Regions from separate parts of the Gossypium hirsutum genome. Here all the other regions are linked to region 2. Evidence: chromatin contacts called from public Hi-C data. All regions are on one chromosome and are shown on one strand. Each heading gives the region's core, a stretch centred on a gene start, on an enhancer-like site or on the middle of the called end of the contact. The rest is flanking DNA. Distances are from core to core; before and after follow the strand shown. Region 1 holds the start of LOC107891800 (putative receptor-like protein kinase At4g00960). Region 2 holds the start of LOC107891808 (cysteine-rich receptor-like protein kinase 26). Region 3 holds the start of LOC107891799.

Evidence for each region. Hi-C and Micro-C count contacts between places; a contact is called where the count stands out from the background.
Region 1: a Hi-C map of leaf shows a contact between it and region 2, with 3 times the contacts expected there. The contact joins the promoter of LOC107891800 here to the promoter of LOC107891808 in region 2. A contact is called at or near these places in 5 of 34 Hi-C or Micro-C datasets (fibers and leaf).
Region 3: a Hi-C map of leaf shows a contact between it and region 2, with 2.6 times the contacts expected there. The contact joins the promoter of LOC107891799 here to the promoter of LOC107891808 in region 2. A contact is called at or near these places in 12 of 34 Hi-C or Micro-C datasets (anther, cotyledon, hypocotyl and 2 more).

Annotation. Positions count from the first base shown.
Region 1 is chrD09:33,589,001-33,592,682 of Gossypium_hirsutum_v2.1, reverse strand. LOC107891800 (putative receptor-like protein kinase At4g00960) reads right to left here and starts at 1,540. Exons shown (of 6, transcript XM_016816716.2): 1 at 657-1,540. The coding sequence starts at 1,482.
Region 2 is chrD09:33,453,234-33,456,926 of Gossypium_hirsutum_v2.1, reverse strand. It overlaps LOC107891808 (cysteine-rich receptor-like protein kinase 26), which reads right to left and starts at 1,395. Exons shown (of 7, transcript XM_016816728.2): 1 at 310-1,395. The coding sequence starts at 1,126.
Region 3 is chrD09:33,620,013-33,624,163 of Gossypium_hirsutum_v2.1, reverse strand. It overlaps LOC107891799, which reads right to left and starts at 2,022. Exons shown (of 6, transcript XM_016816713.2): 1 at 1,554-2,022; 2 at 325-1,342; 3 at 55-248. The coding sequence starts at 1,654. It also overlaps the pseudogene LOC107891801.

The DNA.
Region 1 (3,682 bases), core at 291-2,790, 140 kb before region 2:
GATGGGTTTAGTTATGATATATATGTAACGAAAGTCGTCTTGGTTCTATATTAACATAATTAATAAACGAGAGTAATTAATATATGTGGTCCAAGTGGGAGATTGTTGAAAATTATAGACATCACATATTTAATAAAGATAATAATTATTATTTACTATCATAAAATGTTAGCCCAAATTAAAAGTTATCTAATTTGGTTAAAGTTTATTGGACTTTCGTTATTAAATAAAATATGGGTCAAATATGTTTAGATAGTCTGGTAACTAATTTCTAATTGATGATGCGCTGATTAGAAATTAATATTAATGTGCAAAAGTTATATATTAGAGTTATGGTCCCAAATTATACATAAGAAACTTTTCTAATATCCCATCTTTAGAAAAAGAGAGATTCACCTTTATAAACTACTTGTGTGCTCATTTGGAAGATCAAAACCCCAAGATACATAGATTTCAAGAAATTGATGAATTCAAGTACACTTCCGCATCTAATTTTGTTTTTGATAATTTGACATGACAGATATTAATTTATAGTTTTAAGTTTGTATTAAGTTTTGTTTTTATGGTTTCAAACATTATAAACATAATAATCTTCTGTCACGGAAGACAGAAAGGTCAAACTTCAAAGTATCAAAGAGATGAGATGGAAGTTTTACCTTTGGGCGGCGGAGAAGTTGTTGGAGATGGTGGAGGTGATGGCAGAGGCACTGCAATTTCATTATAAAATAGGTTAGACTCAAACCTCAAGACACAGGTTGGTCTAAGAACCCTGCATCCCTTCCTTCCAAGGCAACAGAGTCGAAGCTCTGTCATGGCGAAATTTAGACAAGTTACGCAATTTTCCTGGGTCATATCAGGAGTACACTGCACCGTAGCGTATACCATTTCCAAGTTGCCAGCCGATGCATTGCCAGCTGCATACTTGCGAAGAGGACCACCAGCTGCAGCTTTGGCGCTCAGCTCATTCAATAGATCACTTAATGCTTGATTGAACTGAACAGGGTTCGACGCATTCTGCTCGTTGAATGCACAAGTACGAGGAGGGTCGTCCTCCAGAAGTCCGTACATGTCTCTGTTGGCATACCGCACCAAACAAAGCTCGGACCAAGCGATGGCGGTCTTGTTCCAGGGGCACAATCGCTCAAGCTCGGTCGCGGTGTAGTTGAGGCAACTATAGCAACGATCTTGAGTTAAGTCACCCCTGCAAAGTGCGCTTGAGTAAACTTTGTTGGGGCTTTCACCGGCAGACAGATTGAAGAAGCCGTAATTGAAATGTGTAAGAGTGGGGAATTGAGAGATGATGGCATTGAGGTTGGTCTGGTAAGCGCTGTTTGGGGTGTAATTGCCATTGGTATCACTACAGTTACGCTCAAAGTAAACATCATGAAGCTGCGAAAGGGTAAGAGTAGCAAGGGAAAGAAGAAAAGAATAAAGAAACAGAAGAAATGTTGAAGAAGAAGAAGACCCCATTCCCCACTTCATTTATGAAAACATTTCCCTTTATGCGTATTCCTTCTTTTTTGTTTTTTGGTTGAACTTTTATGAGCTTTTTATATGTACTTTTGAATTTTGTATATTTTTATGAAATATTTTAATAATTTTAAAACTATTTGTTAATCTTACATAAATTGGGCTCGATGAACCTAGACACAATGAATTGTATATAATTTAGGTACTTGTGTATACGTTGATTGAGTCAAATAATAGTATTTTTGAACTCGTTAACATACCAAAACGTGTGGTAGCGATTTGCTAAGACCGAGTGGAGAAGAAAGGACAAGTCTGAAAGGAGAAAAAGCGTACTTTGTAAAAATGAAAATTAAGATGCAGCTAGCTTTTCCAAAAAGAAAAGGCTACCTTTAAAGATCAGTCCTTGTATTTATCAATTTATATGAATTCAATCTTTTTATTTTTGTTTATTTAAAATTGGTCTATCTACTTTTCGAATAGGTCATTTTCAATTTTTCATTAACTTTTTTGTTAACTCTATTAAAAAAATTAAATACAATCACGAATTTAACCCAATTTCTTTTAAGAATAGCAAAACCTGTTCTAACGATATTAAAAACAATTTCAAATCGAACAAAATATATTAATAAATTATTTTTAAACTTATATTTTGTTAGCAGGAGACAACAATATGTAATTACGAATTTTATTTTCTACTTTTACAAAAATAGAAAAGGTTGTACTTTAATTTGATAGGATTTGATATTTATATTTTTATGTTAATTGAGAAATTAATCTAATTAGATAATATCATTAAGTGTTTTTTTTTATTAAAACACAACACAAAAATAAATAATATCAACAAGGAAATAACAAAAAAAAAAAGCAATCTCGATTTCTTTTGCAACCACTTCAAAATAAAGATGTCCAGGGTCGGGTGCAACACCCCAAACTTGGCCTGGACATTATGGCCTAATCCGGGAGTGTTACGAAGAAGGATTTTGAAACTGACGATACTTTGATAAAATCATGTTTAGTTATTTGATAAAGCGTCCAAGTATTATAAAACATATTCATTACTGAAACCGTTATATGATGTTATTTAAAGTTAACTATTTATTTCACAGCGGAAGTTTGAAAAATCTTTTAAAACCAAGCTCATGATTCCAAAAACCCATTTGTTTGCCTAAAGTGTTTTTGTTGGCGTTGCGAAAAAGAAAGCAATACCGAAATCCAAAATCCAAAAGTTAAACCAAACAATCCAGAGAGTTCCAAAATTTACAAACTATCAAGAAAACTAGATTTTTAAAATAAACCATTTTTACTAAATAAAAACAGATCTCGATAGAGTGGTCACCGTTGAGCCTCCGTCGCACCGACCCATCTAAGTTCGAGGATTGCCTGAACAGAACAGACAAACAGATGTGAGTTTTCGTAAACTCAGTGTGTAACCCAACGGAAATAGTCATACATCATACACAATATATCATATACAATCAGATATAGATTCGGACCTAAGTCCATAAAAGATGCATATATCAGAATCAGATAAACAGAACAGATATACAGATTCCTACCCGCATCCTCTACACACCATCTCCGACCATCCCATCACGTCATGTGGGGTTAAAAACACCCACCTATCCCTACACACCATATAGTGTCGCTACGACACATAATAGATAATATGCAGTCAAGCTGCCAGAATATAGGCGAAAGGTCGCCGTACATATCACTTCCTCCACAAATACAAAGCCCACCCCAAACACAGATAGATAATACAATATTAACAGAGTTAACATGCTTAACATACTCGTATACAGATATCATATATATATGTACCCAAACAGAACAACCTTACATACTTATCAATGTCCTACTCAAATCAGACTATTAGAATATCAGTTCACATGAATTAGGGTTTGGTTAACCCTTACGAACCCTACAGTAAGCCTACAATCGATCGGAACGACCCATGCGACCTTAGGGAAAATTTTAGAATTACGGGCCCACATACCCAGATTGGCCTTACCCGTGTGGCCCACCCACCCAATCTGGCCTAGCCCGTGCGACCCACACGACCACGCTTACATCGTCACACGCCCATGTCTTGCGCATAGCCACACCTTTGTTAGACACATGGCCGTGTGCAAGACACGACCAACCACACGGTCGGCCACACACCTGTGTGGCGTCTACAAACTGCATTTTTGGCTTTTACTGAAGCTCAATT
Region 2 (3,693 bases), core at 146-2,645:
TTAGGATATCTAGTAATTATTTAACTAAGAAGCATGAATGTAATAGATCAATATTAATTACTTGAGCAGAATGGATGAATCCATCGAATCTAAAGTCACTTAGAACATCTATATAAAAAATTGTAAGTGATGAAGTCAATGTAAGCCATTTTAAGTGTCCCTTCTCTTTACGGTCTCTAGATTTTTTCCAACAACAAAAAAAAATTGTCACAGGCACTCATCCCATTTTACAAGTTGGTGAAATTCTGGGTATTCTTATTTGGTAAAAGAAACAACTGTTGTCTTAATAAAACAAAGAAGAGAAGGTACCTATTGTTGTGGTGTCGTTTGAAGGCGGGGGAGAAGGTGGGGATGGTATTGATGTACCAGTATCAGCAGCAGTAAGATCATAGAAGCGTTCAATCTCAAACCTAAAATAACAACTAGGCATATATATCCTGCCTCCTCGTTTTGTGTCCAAGAATTGCGGAATTTCTCCAATGGCCTGTGACAGGCAATAGCTGCACTCATTCATTGTCAAATCAGGAGTGCATTGAACAAGCGCATATATTGCTTGGAAAGGTGACAGTGCACTTCCTGTTGCAAACTTTCCAAGGGATGTCCCCGTTGAAGCAATGTTTGCTAGGTTGTCCATTAAAGAACTCACGGCCTGCTTGAAAGCATCTTTAGTACTCGTGGCGTTATTTAAATTCCACGTGTAAAGACTAGGCAAGGTTTCTGCAACACCAAGGATGGTACGATTTGTGTAGCGGAACATGCAATAGTCATACCATATAATCGCCTCTCTTTGGTAAGGGCAGCTGTTTCTGAGCTTATCGTTTGCATTATTGATGCAGGTGAAGCAATCACTTGAGTTCACATCTCCTCTGCAAAGTGCAAGTGCGTTGGCTATGTTGGAGCCTTGGCCTGATGAAAAATTGTAGAGCCCGTTTTCATTTGATGTATTGAGGGTGAAAGACGAAAGCAGTCGGTCGAGGTTCGCCTGGTAAGTGCTGTTTCTGGTGAAGTTACCATTGAGGTCTAAACAAAAATGGTATAGATACTCTTGTTGAGCAACGGTAACAGTAAGAAAGAATGCAATGGTTAAAGAAGAGAACAAAAACAACCATGGAAGATCCATTGTCATCCTTAATGTAGGATTTTGAGAATATATTATAATGATGAATGCCCCCTTCTGTCACGAAGTTGGATGCTTAAAACCTTCATGATTTAGGAATTGGTAGATAAATCTGTAGGAATTTTCTTAAAGACGACTTATTAAAGTCCAGGCTTGATACAGACCTAATTAATCGTAAATTTCTAAGAAAGCCACTGCTCGGCTATGGATTTGAATAATCTGAAATAAACTAGTCAAAGTCAATGGCCCATGAAAATCATGTACTAATACTTCACATTTCCACGGTTTCAAATTAAAAATATATATCAACATCCTATACTAACTCTCATGAGAAGACTAATACATGGCAAATGGATTGGAAATCGGGAGGAAACTGCAATTTGGCATAGTGGAAGAGATTGTATATGCTAATACTAGAAACTCAAACCTAGCGGAAGCTGAAAATTGGCCAATGACATGCAGCAGGTTGTAAGTAGCAATATCAGAAAATGACCATTTCATGTGGTAGTATGCACTGTATCTGGCCAAGGCTTAAATAAGTCTATAAAAACGTTGAAAATTCTTTTGGTGGATGAACTTTGTCTTTGACAAGTTAAAAAAGAAATGGTAATTAATTGGAAAGCCAAGTCCCTTGCCCTTGTCTTTGGTGTCAAAATTTTCAGGTAGAAACTATTGTGAAATGACCATTCATGCAGATGCACAACTGGCGAACTCCCCAGACTTGGCGTACTCTAAGTTTTGTGAACTAACCAAGATTGGTGAACAAAACATGGAGGACAGGCCAAATGACGTACACATTTGTCAAACTGACCGAAAGTAAATTATTTGGCGGATAGTCTTTTGAGCGAACTGACAGAAAGTGGCGAACTCATTACTTTCGCAAATTAGTAGCAACTGGATTTGAAGAGTTTGCGTGCAAGTTATGTTTTACAGAATTTAGTATTTATTAGTATAAAATCTTTATTATTTCTTTCTATATTTAGGAGTTCTTGTTATTAGTACTTATGTTACATTATTTAAATATAAAGGAAAAACTATATAAAATTTAGCAGACAATTTTGTTGTTAAATTTTTCGTTTCTTCTGAGCAATTTTTTCTTCTTGAATATCAAAATTCCAATAATTAGTATCAGAGCTATCTCCTTAAGGGTTGTTGTTTTTTTTTCTAAGTTATACATGGCTTCTGCGAATTTTTAACCACCTTCATCAATCATTTTCAATGGCAAAAACTACGAGACTCCAAAAAAAACTTGGGATAAGCTAAAGGAAGGGTTTCAAGGTTCGAATAAGACCAGACAGCAACAATTCATTAATATCAGAAGAGATTTTAAGAATTTAAAGATGAAGGAGGTTGAAACGGTGAAGTAGTGTGCATAAGGGATTATGGCGGTTGTTAATAACATCAGGTTACTTGGGGAAGAGTTCGCAAATGGCAGGGTCATTGAGAAGGTCATAACAACACTTTCTGAGAGGTATGAATCTAAGATTTCCTCACTTGATGACTTAAGGGACCTCTCGGCGATCTCTTTTCAGAATTAATAAATGTCCTGTATGTTCAAGAGTAAAGAAGAGCATCAAGGCGAGAGGAGCACATAGAAGAAGCACTGCGAGCCCTGATTGTTGAGGGCACAAACTTCTAGAACTATAAGGGTAAGAAAAGAAGGAGAGAGAAGAATAAGAGGGTAAAACAAGATGGTAGAAAGAAGAAATATTCACCATGTTCGCACTATAAGAAAAACACTCACATTGAAAATTATTGTTGGTGTAGACCAAATATAAAATCTAGATCATGGAAGCAGTTAGGTCACATGGAAAAAGTATGCAAAAACAAAAGGCTAACCTCTCAACAGAATGTGTAGGCTCAGGCTGAGGGAGATCACATTCAGGAGAAGCAGGTGTTTGCAGCCACAAGTTCTACATAGAAAAATAGAGTGATGAAAGGTGTGTTTATCGATAATGGATGCACCAACCATATGACCTCAAATGAAAGCAATTTCAAAAAGATTGACAGAAGTTGCGATCTTAAGGTGGGAATTGGTAACCACGAACTCTTAAAAGCTAAAGGCAAGGGCAAAGTGGTGATCAGTTCGCCATCAGGTACTAAAATAATTTCAGATGTTCTTTTAGTACCTGCGATATATCAGAATCACCTTAGGATTGGTCAAGTGCTTGAGAAAAATTATAATATTCTCTTTAAGAATTATAACTGCATTATATTTGACTCATTGGGGCAAGAAGTTATAACAATCTTGATGAAAAATAGAAGTTTTGTGTTAGACTAGAATCTGGTGTGTAACACCTACATCCCTTTTCCGTTGCCAGATTAAGGATTGGAGTGTTACAAAACCAAACAAAACAATTTATCTTAATTCAAAACAAATATTCAATTAACCTATAAACCCATATCAATTCATAGAATAAATATTCACATGGGCCATAATTCAGGTTTACGAGGCCCAAAAATTAGTTTGAAAGTAATCAAGGATAAAAATGAATCAAAACATAATTTTTTTGGGAAAACTTGAAATTTTAGAAAACAGGGGTCACACAGTCGTGTAGCCAAACCGTGTGGCACGG
Region 3 (4,151 bases), core at 773-3,272, 170 kb before region 2:
AACGCTATACATACATACAGAGTAACATTAACTCAGAGTCTAGAAACATACTACCTTTCCTTCTCAATGTTCCCTTCCAATTGTTCGATGGGCTGTGAACGTCGCTTTAAATTGAGCTTAGGACGATCCACTGTCTGATTCCGACTCTCACTACCAGCTAAACCAGGTTTTGAAGTATGCAAATGTTCATGTGAATGGTTACCAATTTCAGTATGAGTAAGCATTAATTCACTTGGCTGCTGGTGCCCCTATTTCAAGCATTTATAACAATTAGGGGTGGACCATATGAATTCAAACTTCAATTGTATGGCATCAGAAGAATACCTGCTTAGGATCAACAACAGGTGATTTGGGGCCATCTAATCGCTTGCTCCGAGGAAATAACTTCAACTTGGGTCGCTCAGATGCTTCTGCCAGCGCTGATGGCGACGACTGCAATTCATAACCACCAAATTTGCCATCAGAATGAGTTGAGCGAACTGCTTCACTATGTAACATTGATTTATTTTCTTTAACTTCCAAATAATTAAGATTACGGTTCCTTTCATATTCCGGTAACTCCTTTCTCCCACCATGAATTCCATCTTCAATATTCAACCCCTTCTCCACATGCCTTGCCAATGACACATCAGAATACTCCCTTCCACCCGCAAGGCTCATTCTGCTGTACATCTTATCATCATAACCCTGGGAGTGCAAACCATTTTCTACTTCTGAATGTTTACTAACATCAATATCTTTCTGATATTGAAGGGACTGCTTTGACTGCCATCGACCCGAAGAAACCTTTTCAAGAGCACTAGCATGAGCCAACTTCGAGACAGCACTTTGTTCAGACCATGCAGACTGTACGGGCTCTGCAACACTAAACGACATCTCCTTCCTAGATGTCCATGCGTTAGGGTATGGTCCCGAAGCAGCCTGCCCGTGGTTCCACCCCAAAGTCTGAGAACTCAAACCACCACGAGCAGCTTCAGACACTCTACCAGAGTGTGAATGCCCCCTTCCACTTGACAATGGAGATACAGGAGCTGATCCGTGTCGGCCTGAAACCCTACCCGCATAAGCAGACTCTGGCTTCAGCTCCAGATGTCTAGCCGGAGCCCGAAAACTCTCATCACTAATGGTTCTACGTGGGGCAGAAACTCCATCTAACGGCGTTCTTTCATCCTCATCGAAATTTCGACCAATATGAACTGAATTGGTAAGAAATGGGGTTTTATTATCAAAATGCCTAGTTGCAGGAGATGAATTAGGCCGAGCACGGTGATCTGGCCGGCCCATGGGGTTTCCCCACGATGTTCCCCTATCATAACCTGAACGATCGGAAGGCCTAACAATCCTGTTCCCATCAAATTCAATAAGAATAAAGAGAAATATTAACAACTAAGGTTTCAGTTGCAGATCCAGTGGCTGTCAGATCTAATATAAAACGACCCAAATTCAACATTTTGAATTATACCCAGAAAAGCATACATCAAATAGTAAAGGGAAAAAAAGATAAATAAAAAATAAAAATAAAAATAAGTGGAAATTAAAACTAGGGTACTTACACGCCCGGGGCAGAAGGGAGAGGGAGATCAGTTGGGATTGAACCACCATGAAAATCTTTTAAAGTCATAGTGTTGCCACTGAAAGCCTTCTTCTTCGACATGTTTTTCCCCTTCGTTTCTTTATCTCAAATTCTTACTTTCTCTCTCAATTATATTAATCAAAGAATTCGTATATGCAAATAGAAAAAAAAAATAAACAATTCAAAAATAGAAATAGAGGAACCCCCGGATGCAAAAGAAGAATGGAGAAGCTCTAAAATGGTGGAGGGCGGGGGTTGCCTCTTACTTGCAATCTCAGGCCCTCTGTTTTTCTTTTTATTCTTTTTTTTTTTGGCTCTACTATACAAACAAAAAATGGTTAATGATTCTCTCTCTCTGTTTCTGGGTTTTCTGATCTTTGTTTCTTCAGCTTTCTTTTAGCATCAAATCAGGGGTTGAGCAATTCAATTGCGAGTTCACAACACAAATGCATGTTGGGCTTTACTGCCTTCAACAATATATATTGAATGTAATCATTTTGGGGCCGACTATTCTATCATTGTTACAACTTGGTCCAATTCTAAACTTTGGACCTGGCGTTTTTCATTACCATGACTATATGATTTCATTTCTAGCTTCTTCCTTTTTTTTTTTTCTAAAATTTTTTTAAAAAAAAGATAGGGTTTATTTTTTTACTTAAATATTATTTCCCAAAACTTACTTTTTCAAATTCTAAAAAATATTATTTTAAAAAAATGTTTTTTATTACTACCTAAATGTCGAGTTTCTTTATTTTTATTCAATAATATATATATAATCTATTATCTATTCACTATGTAATGATGAGAAAGCGTTGTTTAAATTTACCACCTGTGACTGTCGAGATTATGTTGAATGCTTTTTAAGAATTTCCTTAAAAATTTTGTAATGAAAAAAGAATTGATGTAATAGATAGGAACTTGTCTTTTGTATATGTCAAATTCATGGATGATTTTTAATGAAAAAGTTTGACACCTAACTTTAAGCACACTTTGCTTCCATAAAATAAAAGATAAAAAATTATTCAAAATTCAACTCTCTCAAAATTTTCTCATTCGATTTTCTCGAAAACATTCCATTACATTGACAGTAATTTATAAGGGTTAGGTTGAGTTAAACAGTTAAAATTTTATTTTAACCTAAACTTGATACTCGCGGGTGCCGAGCTCCATAAAAATGTATTTATTAAAGTTAAATTTACGGTACATAGTAAAAACTTAAATATATAGAAATTTGACATATGTGGATGCATACATTTATTAGGTTTAAGTTTATGGTAAGTGATGAAAACTTAAACATAATTAAACAAAGCACTTATGGGTATCGAATTCTATATAATTTACTGATTAGGGTTAAGTTTATAATAAATATAAACTTGATATTTGCTAAAGACTATAAATTTATTAGGTTTAACTCCCAACAAAAAAAAAATAATTTCATATCGAAACTTGACAGTTACAGATGTTGAGATAGCTTCACCATTGGGACATGAAAAATTTGCAAGCATAGGTTTCACATAAAAATTTGACATAAGCTTGTTGTAAAAAAAGCGGATTCTAAAAACGTAACTTTTACATAAACTTTTTTTAATAAATAATATATTATTTGACCATGTCAAAATAAAAATAAAACCTAAAAATATGATTACCGTCAATTTATATTATTTGTTAATAAGTTTTAAATAATTTCTTACTTGTCAAAAAATAAATAAAAAAAATTGATTACTTGAGTTAATCTCTAGTCTCTAGTTAACTTTTAAGTTAGATAATTTTTAAATATGATATATTAAATGTTGATAATTTAAAAAATTATATAAAACAAATGGTTTTTTCTTTAAAGAATAGTTTTTAAATAATTCTTTTTAAAAAGTATTTAACTTTTTTTATAAAAATATATTATGTGGGATTAAAAAACATAAACACCCCTATTATGTTAATCAATAATTTATATATAAAAAATTAATTATATAGATGAGCTTAAATGTAGATTTTCTTTCGAGATTTAAGAGTTCGAGAAAGTTATAATAGAATTAGAATTTTTTTTTAAAATTATTAAAATAAAATTGGTTTTACTTCATTCTTAACTTAGTTTTTGACTCTAATAATTGAGTAGGGTGTCATCACTCAATTAATTCAGGCTACAATCTTTTATACAAAAAATAAAACGAGAATAAACTTAAAATACACCATTTGCAAACACTACCTAGGAGATAGCTCACTAATTGAGACCTCGTTGCGGGGCAATGGTGGCAACTCTGTGTTGGATTGGTTTGAAGCTGATGCCGATGAAGTTGACATATCAAAATTGAAGTTGCTCCGCATGACAAATGCTGGTTGTGCCGGCAGGGCGAGGGTGGTCGAGAAGCTATTCAGCATCAGAACAACCGAAGCCATGGTTGGTCTGGCTGCTACTTTTTCCTGAACACATAGCAATGCAATGTGAATGCATCTCATTATCTCATTCCTCGAACTATCACCCAATGTGGGATCAACTGGATTCAATGCCGTCCCTTCTCTCCAGCTTCTCCATGCCTACCAAGGAATCAGCCAATGTCCAATTTCAACAATGTAAACATATAAC